2 separate regions of the Macaca mulatta genome follow, and region 1 is linked to region 2. A link is a contact called in public Hi-C data. All regions are on one chromosome and are shown on one strand. Each heading gives the region's core, a stretch centred on a gene start, on an enhancer-like site or on the middle of the called end of the contact. The rest is flanking DNA. Distances are from core to core; before and after follow the strand shown.

Region 1 (6,497 bases), core at 1,809-4,308, 180 kb after region 2:
TCTGGGTGTCCTTTCTGACCTTTTTCTTCTATGAAGTCCTGAATTTCTAACTTGCTTCGAAATTGCTGAATGTCACATTTTCCTGTTGTAGCTTTCTCTGAAATGCACAGGAGATGTCTGTAGGGTTGGCAAGCTCCTCCTCCCCACACTTCACTCCTATTCCACACGTGTACTTTCAGCATTTGAGAGCCTGTCTTCTCTCTTAGCTCCCTTAAAAACATTTGTAATATTTCCACTTTTTATGAAGTTAAAATGGTTTCATTTTCAATCCACTAAGTTAGAAGGATCATGTCTGTCCTTAACCTTTGCCAAATATTCTTAAATAATTTTTTTTTCCTTCGAAACTTCCATAATGCCATTCATATAAATGCATGCCAAGCCTGTAGGTGGTTTTCTTCATCTGAACTTACTTTTCAAATATAGCAGTATGAGACTTGGGGTAGGGGAAGCAGCATCATAAATGGAAGGGCTGGAAACTAGATTCAGGGCATTGTTTAAAATAATCAGAATAAATACTTTCACTTATTTAACCTTCTACATATATTGTTTTGAATATCTATCATTGGCTGGGCATGGTGGCTCATACATGTAATCCCAGCACTTTGGGAGGCCAAGGAAGGAGGATCTCTTGAGGCAAGAAGTTTGAGACCAGCCTGGAAACATGGCAAAACCCTGTCTCTACTAAAAATTAAAAGAAAATTAGGCAGATGTGGTGGCGTGTGCTGGTAGTCCTAGCTACTTGGGAGGCTGAGCCCAGGAAGTGGAGACTGCAGTGAGCCATGACTGTGCCACTGTACTCCAGCCTGGATGACAGAGTGAGACCTTGTTTTTTGTTTTTTTGAAAAGAATAAAGAATATCTAGGGCCAGGCATGGTGGCTCACGCCTGTAATCCCAGCACTTTGGGAGGCCCAAGTGGGTGGATCACCTGAGGCCAGGAGTTTGAGACCAGCCTAGCCAATATAGAGTGAAACCCCATCTCTACCGAAAATACAAAAATTAGCTGGGCATAGTGGTGCATGCCTGTAGTCCTAGCTACTAGGGAAGCTGAGGCAGGAGAGAATCCCTTGAACCTAGGAGGCGGAGGTTGCAGTTAACTGAGATCGTGCCACTGCACTCCAGCCTGGGTGACAGAGTGAGACTGTCTCTCAAAAAAAAAAAAAAATATATATATATAAATATAATACATATGTATATGACATATCTATATCTATATATCTACTATTCTAGGCCCTTGTGATACAGCAGTGAACAAACAGACACACTTTCTGCCCTCAGGGAGCTTAAGTTCTAGTGGAAGGAGACAGATAACAAACCAAATCAATAATTTACATAGTGTATTAGAAAGCGATCTTTGCTTTGAAGAAAAATAAAGTAGATGCGGCATAGAGGGAGTGTTTTCCACAAGTTTAAAATCAGATGGCTTTTGAGCAAAGCACTAAAGGAGGTGAAAAAGGGTATGCTGACATCTTAAGCCCAGGAAACAAACAGCAAGTGCAAAGTCTCGCAGGGGAAAATCCCTGGAGTGATGGAGAAACAGCTTGGAGAGAAATTAATTTGGCTTATTATCTGTCTCCTTCCACTAGGAGAACAGCAGGTGATGAGGTCCGAGAAGTAACGAGAGGTAGCAGACCTTTGAGCCTACTAGGATGAGATGGGAAGCCAGTGGAGGCGTTTCAGCCAAGAGAGATACAGAATCTCATGGACAAGATCACTTGCTGCTGGGTTAAGAAGGGAAAGGAGCAGGTGTCGAAGAGGGAAGATCAGTTAGGAGGCCACTGCAATCATTCCAGAAATTACTCATACCAGAAATTAATCAGAGACGTTTGACGCATTTATAAAAGCGGCGGGGGGGGGGGGCCGGAATGTGCTTGTAGAATACAAAAGAGGTAGAGAAACATTAAACATTTTTAATGTTTTAAGTTTCAAGGAAAAGATCAATTTGACAGCTACTTTGCTACCTCGTCACCTCCAGGTGACGCTGGGAGTACTGGGGAGCTAGGTTTCCAGAACTTTTTGCTCTTGAGTGACCTATGACCCTAGCAGAGTTTGGCCAGTGTGATTAAGAATGAGCCTCTGCGGGTCTGCTTAGGATAGGATGCTTGCCGCCCTCCCATTTCCTTAACTTGCCTGGGTTCCTGTTGGGAATACAGATTCGGGGCCCTTCCCACTCTGTAAATATGGAAAAGGGTCTAGGAAGTATATACTTTTAGTAATAATATGTAGGGGTTCTATGACTAGCAAATTTGGGGAACTGTCCCTCTGACCGCGCCATCCGTAACTTTCTGTACACCTTTCGGGGTATGCCGCGGACCTGGAAAGCGTTGCAGGGCGCCCCTGCGGCCCGCAGGTGGCGCCATGTGATCGCGAGCCGCAGAGAGCGCGTACCCTAGGAGTCTTGAGGCGCGAGGACTGCTGGTCGGCAGCTGTGCCGGGGCCACCGACGCCGCTTACCCCAGCGGAGCGCCGCGCACGTAGAGTTGGGGACAGCGGCCGGTGCCCCGGCTTTTTAGGCTGTGTGCATCCCAAGCCGCCTCTAGTTGGCTTCTCGGGCCCCCGGGGCAGGAGGGCGCTGCGGCTTTCTGCCCACGAACTGACAACTGCAGAGCCAGCAAGCCAGTGCATCGGGAACCTGCCGCCTTGCGCCGCAGGGCTTTAGTCCAAGCCCGGCCGGTCCAGGCTCCCGGATCTACTACAGGGTCCCCCGGGGAGCGCGGGCCCCGGGGACGGCTCCTTCCCATTGGCAGCAGGACGGAGGCCACGCCCCTTTCCTACAACTCTCATCTTTGACTGGCTCTCGAGTCCCAGCTGGCCACGCCCCCTCCCCTCGCACATACACAAGAGTCACGCGCCTTTCAGTTGGAAACTTGGCGTGCAGAGGGGGACGGTGGCTCTCATCGCCCCACCCATTTACCTTGCCATTGGTTCGCGGAACGGCACACGGTCACGCCCCCATTCCAGCCCCCTGGCTGGGAGGGCGGGCGCCCGCTTGTGATTGGCCAGTGGGCCTGCCTCTCGCGGGAGCAGCCGGCGCTCCTCTCCCTCCCTCTGTCCCCTCCCGCGAGCCTCGGGGTTCCTCAGCTGGCCGAGGTCGAGTCAGTGTCAGTCAGGGAGGCGAACTGCTGAGCACTGGCCGCGGACGCTCAGTTGCAGTCTCGCCCAGGGGCAGGTACCTGCGCTCGCGCCGCCGGGTGGAAAGGATGAAGCCGCAGCTGGAGCAGCCACCCTATGATTGGCTGTGGCGCTTGTGAACCCAAAGTAAAGATGGCGGGCGGGCAGGCAGCCGCCGCACTGCCCACTTGGAAGATGGCGGCGCGCCGCAGCCTCAGCGCCCGCGGCCGGGGGGTCCTGCAGGCGGCTGCGGGGCGGCTGCTGCCGCTGCTCCTGCTGAGCTGCTGCTGCGGCGCGGGCGGCTGCGCAGCGGTGGGCGAGAACGAGGAGACGGTGATCATCGGGCTGCGGCTGGAGGACACGAACGACGTGTCGTTCATGGAAGGGGGGGCGCTGCGGGTGAGCGAACGGACCCGGGTCAAGCTGCGGGTGTACGGGCAGAACATCAACAACGAGACGTGGTCCCGCATCGCCTTCACCGAACACGAGCGGCGGCGCCACAGCCCGGGGGAGCGCGGGCTGGGGGGCCCCGCGCCGCCGGAGCCGGACAGCGGCCCCCAGCGCTGCGGCATCCGCACCTCAGACATCATCATCTTGCCCCACATCATTCTCAACCGCCGCACCTCGGGCATCATCGAGATCGAGATCAAACCGCTACGCAAGATGGAGAAGAGCAAGTCCTATTACCTGTGCACGTCGCTCTCCACGCCCGCCCTGGGTGCCGGCGGCTCGGGATCCGCGGGTGGCACCGTCGGGGGCAAGGGCGGCTCGGGGGTGGCCGGGCTCCCGCCACCCCCGTGGGCCGAGACCACCTGGATTTACCACGACGGCGAGGACACCAAGATGATCGTAGGCGAAGAGAAGAAATTCCTGCTGCCCTTCTGGCTGCAGGTGATCTTCATTTCGCTGCTGCTGTGCCTGTCGGGCATGTTCAGTGGCCTCAACCTGGGGCTCATGGCCCTGGACCCGATGGAGCTGCGCATCGTGCAGAACTGCGGCACGGAGAAGGAGAAGAATTACGCCAAGCGCATCGAGCCGGTGCGCAGGCAAGGCAACTACCTGCTGTGCTCACTGCTGCTGGGCAACGTGCTGGTCAACACCACGCTCACCATCCTGCTCGACGACATCGCCGGCTCGGGCCTCGTGGCCGTGGTGGTCTCCACCATCGGCATCGTCATCTTCGGGGAGATAGTGCCCCAGGCCATCTGCTCCCGCCACGGCCTGGCTGTGGGGGCCAACACCATCTTCCTCACCAAGTTTTTCATGATGATGACCTTCCCCGCTTCCTACCCGGTCAGCAAGCTGCTGGACTGCGTCCTAGGCCAGGAGATAGGCACCGTCTATAACCGGGAAAAACTGCTGGAGATGCTCCGGGTCACCGACCCCTACAACGACCTCGTTAAGGAGGAACTGAACATCATCCAAGGGGCGCTGGAGCTCCGCACCAAGACGGTGGAGGACGTGATGACCCCACTCCGGGACTGCTTCATGATCACTGGCGAAGCCATCCTGGATTTCAACACCATGTCTGAGATCATGGAGAGCGGCTACACCCGCATTCCAGTGTTTGAAGGGGAGCGCTCCAATATCGTGGACCTGCTGTTCGTCAAAGACTTGGCCTTCGTGGATCCAGATGACTGTACTCCCCTGAAAACCATCACCAAATTTTATAACCACCCCTTGCACTTTGTTTTCAATGACACCAAGTTGGACGCTATGCTGGAAGAATTTAAGAAAGGTGGGAAATTTTGGTCTCTTTCATTGGCTTGCTCTTTCTCTCTCCATCCTCTTCCCTACTTGAGCCCTCTACCCTCAGACCAACCCCCCAAGGCGAGTTGACCGGGATTTCTCCTTCTCTCTCTTAATTGCAAAGTTGAAAGGGTGGCGTGGATTTGGGGATGGATTGAACTAGTAAGTGCTACTAGGTTATTTTAAAGCACAAGACTGCCATCACTTACTTTTTACCATTATCAAAAAGCAGGCTGTGTAATTTCTGTGCATGACACTTTTTTTTTTTTGGTTCCGTGTGTGGGGCCTCTGTGCTTGAGGGGTCTGCCGCCTTCATTGTCTGGGTTCTCAGTGGGTAGGTGAAGGTAGGGGCTGGCTGATGCCATGCCATTTGGTTGACTTTAATCACAGGCATTTGGAAAACATGTAAATAGCTTTTGTAAACTCAGTGCAGTCGTTTTCCTTCTCCTTAAACATCCACACTGGCCTTTCAAAGATCGAAGTACATTTTCTATAGCTTCTGTTCCTGCTTGCCTGGCAACTTACGGGGAAGATTGAGGTCTGCCTTTGAGGGTAAGGGGCGGGGTAAACTAAGTATCGCCAAAAAAAATCACCCATTTTCGATGTGACTTCTCTTAGCTAGAAAAGTGTTGTTGTTGTTGTTGTTTTAAATTAAAATTACTAATATGTAACTTGGAAAGACTAGCGGTTAGCCAGCCTTTTGTGAAGAGGCTGTATGTCCCGTAGCCTTCTTCACTATTTGTTTACGTTTATCTGACAATAGTTACAGTTGCCCAAACCAAGTGTGATTTTGGCAGAAAGCTTGCACCTTTAACAGTGGGATGAATCCCTCTATTGGGGCTTATTTATTTCTTGACTCTTTCAGTCTAAGTGTTCTTTTTTTCCACCTTGGTCATCCGATACATTAAACTGAATTATGTCTCCGTCAACTCTCACTGTTCCAAGGTGAGAAATTATACAACACATCATTTCTTGCATTGTGGTATTTGTTCGCTTGACCATATAATGAACAGGTAAATAGCAACTTGTACTATTATTATTGAAGTTCTGAATGTTTCCAGTAAAATGTTTCCACTATTTCAAATAGTGTTATTTGAAAACCAAGGGATGCTGAGTTTTTGAATTATTATGATGCTAGTGCATGTGCGGGTACTGAAATGTGTATGTAAACTTTCGTGACCTAATAGTCCTCAAAACCAAGTTTTCCTTCTTCAAATAGAATTTTGATCACTGGTAGTAGTCTCTCCTCTGAAGAAGGTGATATGTACCTAGTGACAGCTCACTGGATATGATGATCTGAACATACTCAAAGAGCATATGGTTGTCCTAATTCCGTTTTTCTGGTTGAATGATGCCCTCTTTAGAACAGGATCTCATTGTAGTAATTTTTTTTTTTTTTTTTTTTTGAGACGGAGTCTCGCTCCGTCGCCCAGGCTGGAATGCGGTGGCACAATCTCCACTCACTGCAAGCTCTGCCTCCCAGGTTCACACCATTCTCCTGCCTCAGCCTCCCAAGTAGCTGAGACTACAGGCGCCTGCCACCATGCCCGGCTAATTTTTTATATTTTTAGTAGAGACAGGGTTTCACCATGTTAGCCAGGATGGTCTCGATCTCCTGACCTCATGATCCGCCTGCCTC
Region 2 (6,163 bases), core at 1,919-4,418:
CAGGAGACCTGACTTTATTTCCAAAAGCAAATAGGAAAAGAGAAACATTATCAGAGCCAGTCGAGCTTGGAAACAACTCCTGACTGATGTTCTTTCAGAACCTACAATGTTTCCCATTCCTTCTCAGCTCCTCAAGCCTCTTGGATTTCCTGTTCTTTTACAGACAACTGCTCTTTTGGAAATGTCTAGAAGGTATGTGGTGGCTATAATGTTCAGGGACATTCTAAAAAGTGGTCACTCAAATTGCATCTCAGTCTCATTTTGTAACATCTCTCTTCTTTGAGTTGGCTGCTGTGGGATGTTGAACAAGAGGCAGTTAAGGTTACTAAAAGGCCTTGGTGTGGGAAGTGCTAATCCAGACTGTCCTATCCAATAGCTCAGCTTGAGCTTTCAGGTAAAAGCAGAAAAGGAAGTTGCGGCAAAATCCTTGGTGTTTGCCAAATTGAATTGGGATTTCTTATTTATTGAGAGAAAAAGGGTATCACTCTCTTGCCTAGGCTGGAGTGCAGTGGCATGATCATGACTCACTGCTGCCTCAACCTCCTGAGTAGCTTCTTTTTCCTGAGTTCGGCTTGAATTGCATGGGTAAAAGGTTCCATTGCTCAGGAGAGAAGGAGGAAATGAAGAAGAGGTATAGAAGCTTCCTTTTGATTTAAGATCTTTTCCTCAATCCTGGCTAGAACCAGAATCCTAAAGGTTTCCTGACTACCATGCCCAGCTAATTTTTAAGTTTTTTGTAGACAGAGGGCCTCACTATGTTTCCCAGGTTGGTCTTGAACCCCTGACCTCAAGCAATCCTCACACCTTGGCCTCCCAAAGTATTGGGATTACAGGCGTGAGCCACTGCACCCTACCTGGGGTTTCTTAGTGATGATGAAACCTAGCCTTTATATGGAAGACTTACAACTTTTTGAGGCCGGGATTGAGAAACCTTGTGCCATGAAAATAATTTGGTCCTTGCCTAGTACTCAATTTTTACTTCTTCTCTAAGAAGCTTGACTTGTGGGATGGATAAGTTTCTAAGAAATGAGAGATTGGCAAAAATACTTGTCACTTTTTGCAGTACTTGGCAAAGCAGGATCAAGATAGACCCAGAACTATGGACTTTCTTAAGCTGAGGCAAAACTGACTTAACTCTTACCTGTTTCCCATTTTTCCAACACTTAAGCCAAGAACAACTCCCTCTGGGTTCAGATGGGGGCTAGACTGGGCCAGGCTGTAAAACATTTTGACAGGTTTTTGAGAGGAAATTGACTGCTACAGTCAACTGTGTTATTTGCCATGGGTCTTCCTTTGTCCATTTATTTTACCAACTTTTTTTTTTTTGCTTTTTTTTGAGACAGAGTCTCACTCTGTCACCCAGGCTGGAGTGCAGTGGCACAATCTCGACTCACTGCAACCTTTGCCTCCCGGGTTCAAGCAATTATTCTGCCTCTGCCTCCTGAGTAGCTGAGACTACAGGCGTGCACCACCACGCCTGGCTAATTTTTTGTGTTTTTAGTAGAGATGGGGTTTCACCATGTTGGCCAGGCTCGAGCTCCTGACCTCAGGATCCGCCCACCTCAGCCTCCCAAAGTGCTGGGATTACAGGCATGAGCCACCACACCTGGCCTTTTTTTTTTTTTTTTTTGGAGACAGAGTCTCACTCTGTTGCCCAGGCTGGAGTACAGTGGGACAATCAAGGCTCACTGCAGGCTCAACCTCCCTAGCTCTGGTGATTGTCCCACCTCAGCCTCCCAAGTAGCTGGGACTTCAAGTGCGTACCACCATGCTTGGCTAATTCGGCTAATTTAATTTTTTTATTTTTGTAGAGACAGGGTCTCGCCATGTTGTCCAGGCTGGTTTCAAACTCCTGAGCTCAAGGGATTCATCTGCCTCAGCCTCCCAAAGGGCTAGGATTATAAGCATGAGCCACCACGCCTGGCTATTTTACTAACATTGATCAAGCTCCTGGTTGAGCCTTGTACAGAATATTACAGGCTTTAAAAGAAGAAGAAAGACCTGATATGCTATACAAAAAGCTGCATACTGGGCAGGCAGATGTGTTACGAGAATCCAGAAGCAGCAGCAAGGAGTGGGGGCTAGGAGTTTGTAAGCAAGGAACTGTATCTGCAATATGTAAATGAAGTTATTGGGCATCTCTTCAGTGGTCAGTGTGAGTGGAATGTGTGGGAAAATGTAGTGGTGAGAGGTGACATAAAGAGTAGACAGGGACGAAGTCACAGAGAGGACCGTGTTGGGAAGTTTGGACCCTCTATTCTGTAGGTAGATGAAGTATTTAAAAGAGGAGGCCATGATATAATAATATTTGGTTTAATGTGGTACGGTTGTGGTATGTGGCAGAAATTTGAGAGGGAAGAATTGGCAACTTGCAGGGCAGCAGGGAAGCCATTTGTATTTAGCTAGAAGAACATGGATTGAAGCAATGGATGGTGGATTTCAGAGCAATTTGTGAGGCAGAACCAGAATTTCGTCCGTCGAACTTGGGGTGACGAAGCACTATGCCTCAGATAAAGGTACTGTCTTCTAGGGAATTTAAACGGACCTAAGTTGCTATTTGGGCAGTTGAGACCAAGAGAGGCATCCTGGTTTTAGTGCTGTGCTGCAAGACAAAAGACATTAAAAGATTTTTACGTTGCAATTGTTTTCCTTTTCAGGAGCGCCTGGTTACCTTTCAGGAATAATTTATTTTCCAGCACCGTTAAGAACCACTATACCTCTTTTTCTTTTTTTTTGCTGTGGAAAACTGGAAAACTAGTACTTCCGCCACACTCAAGATGGCTACATCAGTAATAGCCTTTTCCATCCACCTGTGTGGCCTCGCCCATTTATGTAGCTACTTCCGCCACTCTCTGCGGGTTGGGACGCATTTTACACCTCCTCGCAGCTTTCAAGATGGCCCAGCTTCCTCCTACTTTTTATTGGCTGGATCGCTTCGTCTTCAGGAGAAGGCGGGACTTATGTTTGATCGACAGCTACATTGATCAATGGGCAAAGGGCAAAGGCCAACGAGGAGCTGGAAATGGAGAGTCTCCCGCGTGTCTGGGAGGGTGTTTTGTGCGGGGCGGAGTGGAGCCGAGCCGGAAGCGGGAGGGGAGAGTCAAACAGGAAAAGAAGGGAAGAAGGAAGAAGAGGGTAGAGGAGGAGAGGGAGGAGGAGGAGGAGGGAGGTGGCGGCGCCGTGGCGGAGGAGCAGGAGCAGGAGGGGGATGGAGAGGAGAAGGCTCCTGGGTGGCATGGCGCTCCTGCTCCTCCAGGCGCTGCCCAGCCCCCTGTCAGCCAGGGCTGAACCCCCGCAGGTAAGGGGGAGGGGGCGTCTGGGCCATGCTGGGTCCTGGAGGTCGTCGAGGCCTGGCTGGAGGGGTCTGAAGGAGTGTTGTTGCCAAGAGTTGAGGGGTCCCGAGAGGGGCGTCTATGCCTGGCGTGGACAGGATCTAAAGGGGCGTCGGTGTTTAGCTGAGGGACACCTGTGACAGTTTTGGTGTCAAGGAGGTGGCAGAGGCATGATGCCAAGCGAGTGAGGGGCGTTTGAGACGGCAGGTTGGTTAGGCGGGCTGGGGTGACTGTGGCTGGATAGCGGTGCCAAGCTGGGGATGTGGGCCTTATTCGTGTCCCCTCTGTGGAGCAGGTGTCCCAGGCAGCAATGCAGTATGTACGTCTGTCTGTGTAGGGGTACACAGGCTATTGAGTTGGCCTATGAAGGAGAGGATCCTGAGAGGATATTTCTTTCAGGATGGACTGGGGAAAGTTCCGAGGGCATCTTAGTCTCTTTAAAAAAAAAAAAAAAATTATTATGTTCCTGGGAGAGACTTGGCCCCATTTTTAAATCTGTAAGCCATGGCGCCCTTGGTTGGAGGCAGGACTCTCAGAAGGCAGGTGGGATGAAACAGAGTGGAACCCCTCAGGAGGAGGAGCACTCTTTGAGCTGTAACAAGCTCTTGCGGTTAGGCTGGCTGGCCTGGGAGAGCAAGGCACGGATTCTGATCTGAGCCAGCTCAGGGCTTTTGACCACAGGGTGGTTCTGATGCCAATATGGGCAGCAAATGGAGCACCCCAGCTTTTCTTGCTGGGTGGCTTGCTCCTTACCCAGGCAGAGAAGCTTGCATGTGCTGATTCCAGCTCCAGCTGGCATTTCGAAACCCTAACCAGAGCGTTACTGCTGGTGCCAAGTTGGGTGGGGTGCAGTGGGGGCAATCACCCCTCCTTCTTTGCATTTGGCAAAGCTTTATTATTCTTTTTTCTTCACTTTCTGTTCTTTTCCCCGTTTTTTTCAGAAAGGCATACAGACATAGACACATAGCATAATGGCAAAGTCTATACAACTTAGCGCTTGAACTTCTGTTGTGAACAAGAGCAGAAACTGAGTGCCAGCAAAAATACTTATCTTTTCCCTAGGAGTTTTAGGACTGCCTTTTCACAAATACATCTTGTTTTGCCCATTATCCTCTGTTTTAAAATACTGATTAAAAAATAAGTTGAGGCCGGGCGCGGTGGCTCAAGCCTGTAATCCCAGCACTTTGGGAGGCCGAGACGGGCGGATCACGAGGTCAGGAGATCGAGACCATCCTGGGTAACACAGTGAAACCCCGTCTCTACTAAAAAATACAAAAAACTAGCCGGGCGAGGTGGCAGGCGCCTGTAGTCCCAGCTACTCGGGAGGCTGAGGCAGGAGAATGGCGTGAACCCGGGAGGCGGAGCTTGCAGTGAGCTGAGATCCGGCCACTGCACTCCAGCCTGGGTGACAGAGTGAGACTCCGTCTCAAAAAAAAAAAAAAAAAAAGTTGAAATTCACATGACAAAAAACATTTTAAAGTGAACAATTCAGTGGTATTTAGTACACTTACAATGTTGTGCAACTACCACCTCTATCTAGTTCCAAAACATTTTCATCACCCCAGCAGAAAACCTCGTCCCTACTAAGCAGTTACTCTGTGTCTCCCTCTTCCCCCAGCCCCTGGCAACCACCAGTCTGCTTTCAGTCTCTATGGATTTATCTATTCTGGATATTTTATATAAATGAGATCCTACAATATGTGGTCTTTGTGCCTGGCTTCTTTCACTTAGCGTTATGTTTTCAAGGCCTATTCACATCGTAGCATGTACTAGTACTTCATTCCTGTTTATGACCAAGTAACTTTCCGTTGTCTGTATACCACAATTTATTTATGCATTGAAGCATCTAATTTTTCTTTAGGATATGTTTGTGTATACTAGAAATACCATATGAAAGGAATGGAGCTCATTTTCTAGCCCAGCGTATTCCCTTTTCTAGGGTTGGGACCCTTCTGTTTTAGCCTTTGTTGGGGTTGTTTTTCCAGTGAAAATCATAAACTGGAAGGAGAAATACATTTTCTTTGTTTACTAGAAAAGTTATAGTCCTGAGACAACAAAATATAGAATATAGTAAACACAGAATTTACTTTTCCTTTGCGCGTGTCTGTTTCTATAAGTATCTTGAAAAGGCTGTCCCCAATAACCAATAAATGACATCGGTAGAGGGTTGGTTTAGGAATGTCAGAGCTTTTGAAGATGGGCTGGTCAAAGATAGGAACTAGATCCACTTTTTCAGCAAGGGGAATGATGGAAAGTGGAGGTTCCTACTAGGTCATGGAGCCTGGGAGGTGTTGTGAAGATGTGGAAGGGGATTGTTAATATTGTATCCTAATTGCAGTTTGCAAACCACAGGCTGCTTTCTTGTATCTCTGGCACTTCTAATACTTAATTTTGGGGACAGGTGTCTTTTGTACTTTGTTGCATTTGGATGAATGCTAGCACTGACCAACAGCTGTTACGTGGTTACAATTCCTGCAGAGGAGGGAAAGTTTTTGTAATGAGCGGTGGCCCTCTTCCTAACCAGTGCCCACATACCCTCACTCCTGACACTCCCCATACACTCCCATCCCTCACCTTATACCCTGTCTCTTTCTGTCCGGGACTACCAGATATCTATAGTGAGATTTCTGTTTTGAATTTTAACCTTTGGAATGCAAGTTGCTATATAATTATTAACTCTGAATCCACCACAATTTAGTCAATGTATTTTTTGGGTTTTTTTTTTTGTCTGGGGGGAAAGGGTTGCTTGTACAAATCAGTAAGGAAAAAAAATCCCAAGGCCGTTTTGGCACAGGGCTACTTCAAGTACCCACTGTCCTTAATTCAACAGT

Evidence for each region. Hi-C and Micro-C count contacts between places; a contact is called where the count stands out from the background.
Region 1: a Hi-C map of fetal cortex germinal zone shows a contact between it and region 2, with 2.9 times the contacts expected there. The contact joins the promoter of CNNM2 here to the promoter of WBP1L in region 2. A contact is called at or near these places in 2 of 14 Hi-C or Micro-C datasets (CD4 T cells and fetal cortex germinal zone).

What each region holds. Positions count from the first base shown.
Region 1 is chr9:115,053,615-115,060,111 of T2T-MMU8v2.0, forward strand. It overlaps CNNM2 (cyclin and CBS domain divalent metal cation transport mediator 2), which reads left to right and starts at 3,059. Exons shown (of 9, transcript XR_013398353.1): 1 at 3,059-4,847. It overlaps LOC144331323 (a long non-coding RNA gene), which reads right to left and starts at 3,081. Exons shown (of 3, transcript XR_013398375.1): 1 at 2,913-3,081.
Region 2 is chr9:114,870,545-114,876,707 of T2T-MMU8v2.0, forward strand. It overlaps WBP1L (WW domain binding protein 1 like), which reads left to right and starts at 3,169. Exons shown (of 4, transcript NM_001194587.3): 1 at 3,169-3,298. The coding sequence starts at 3,209. It also overlaps a transcript of SFXN2 not described here.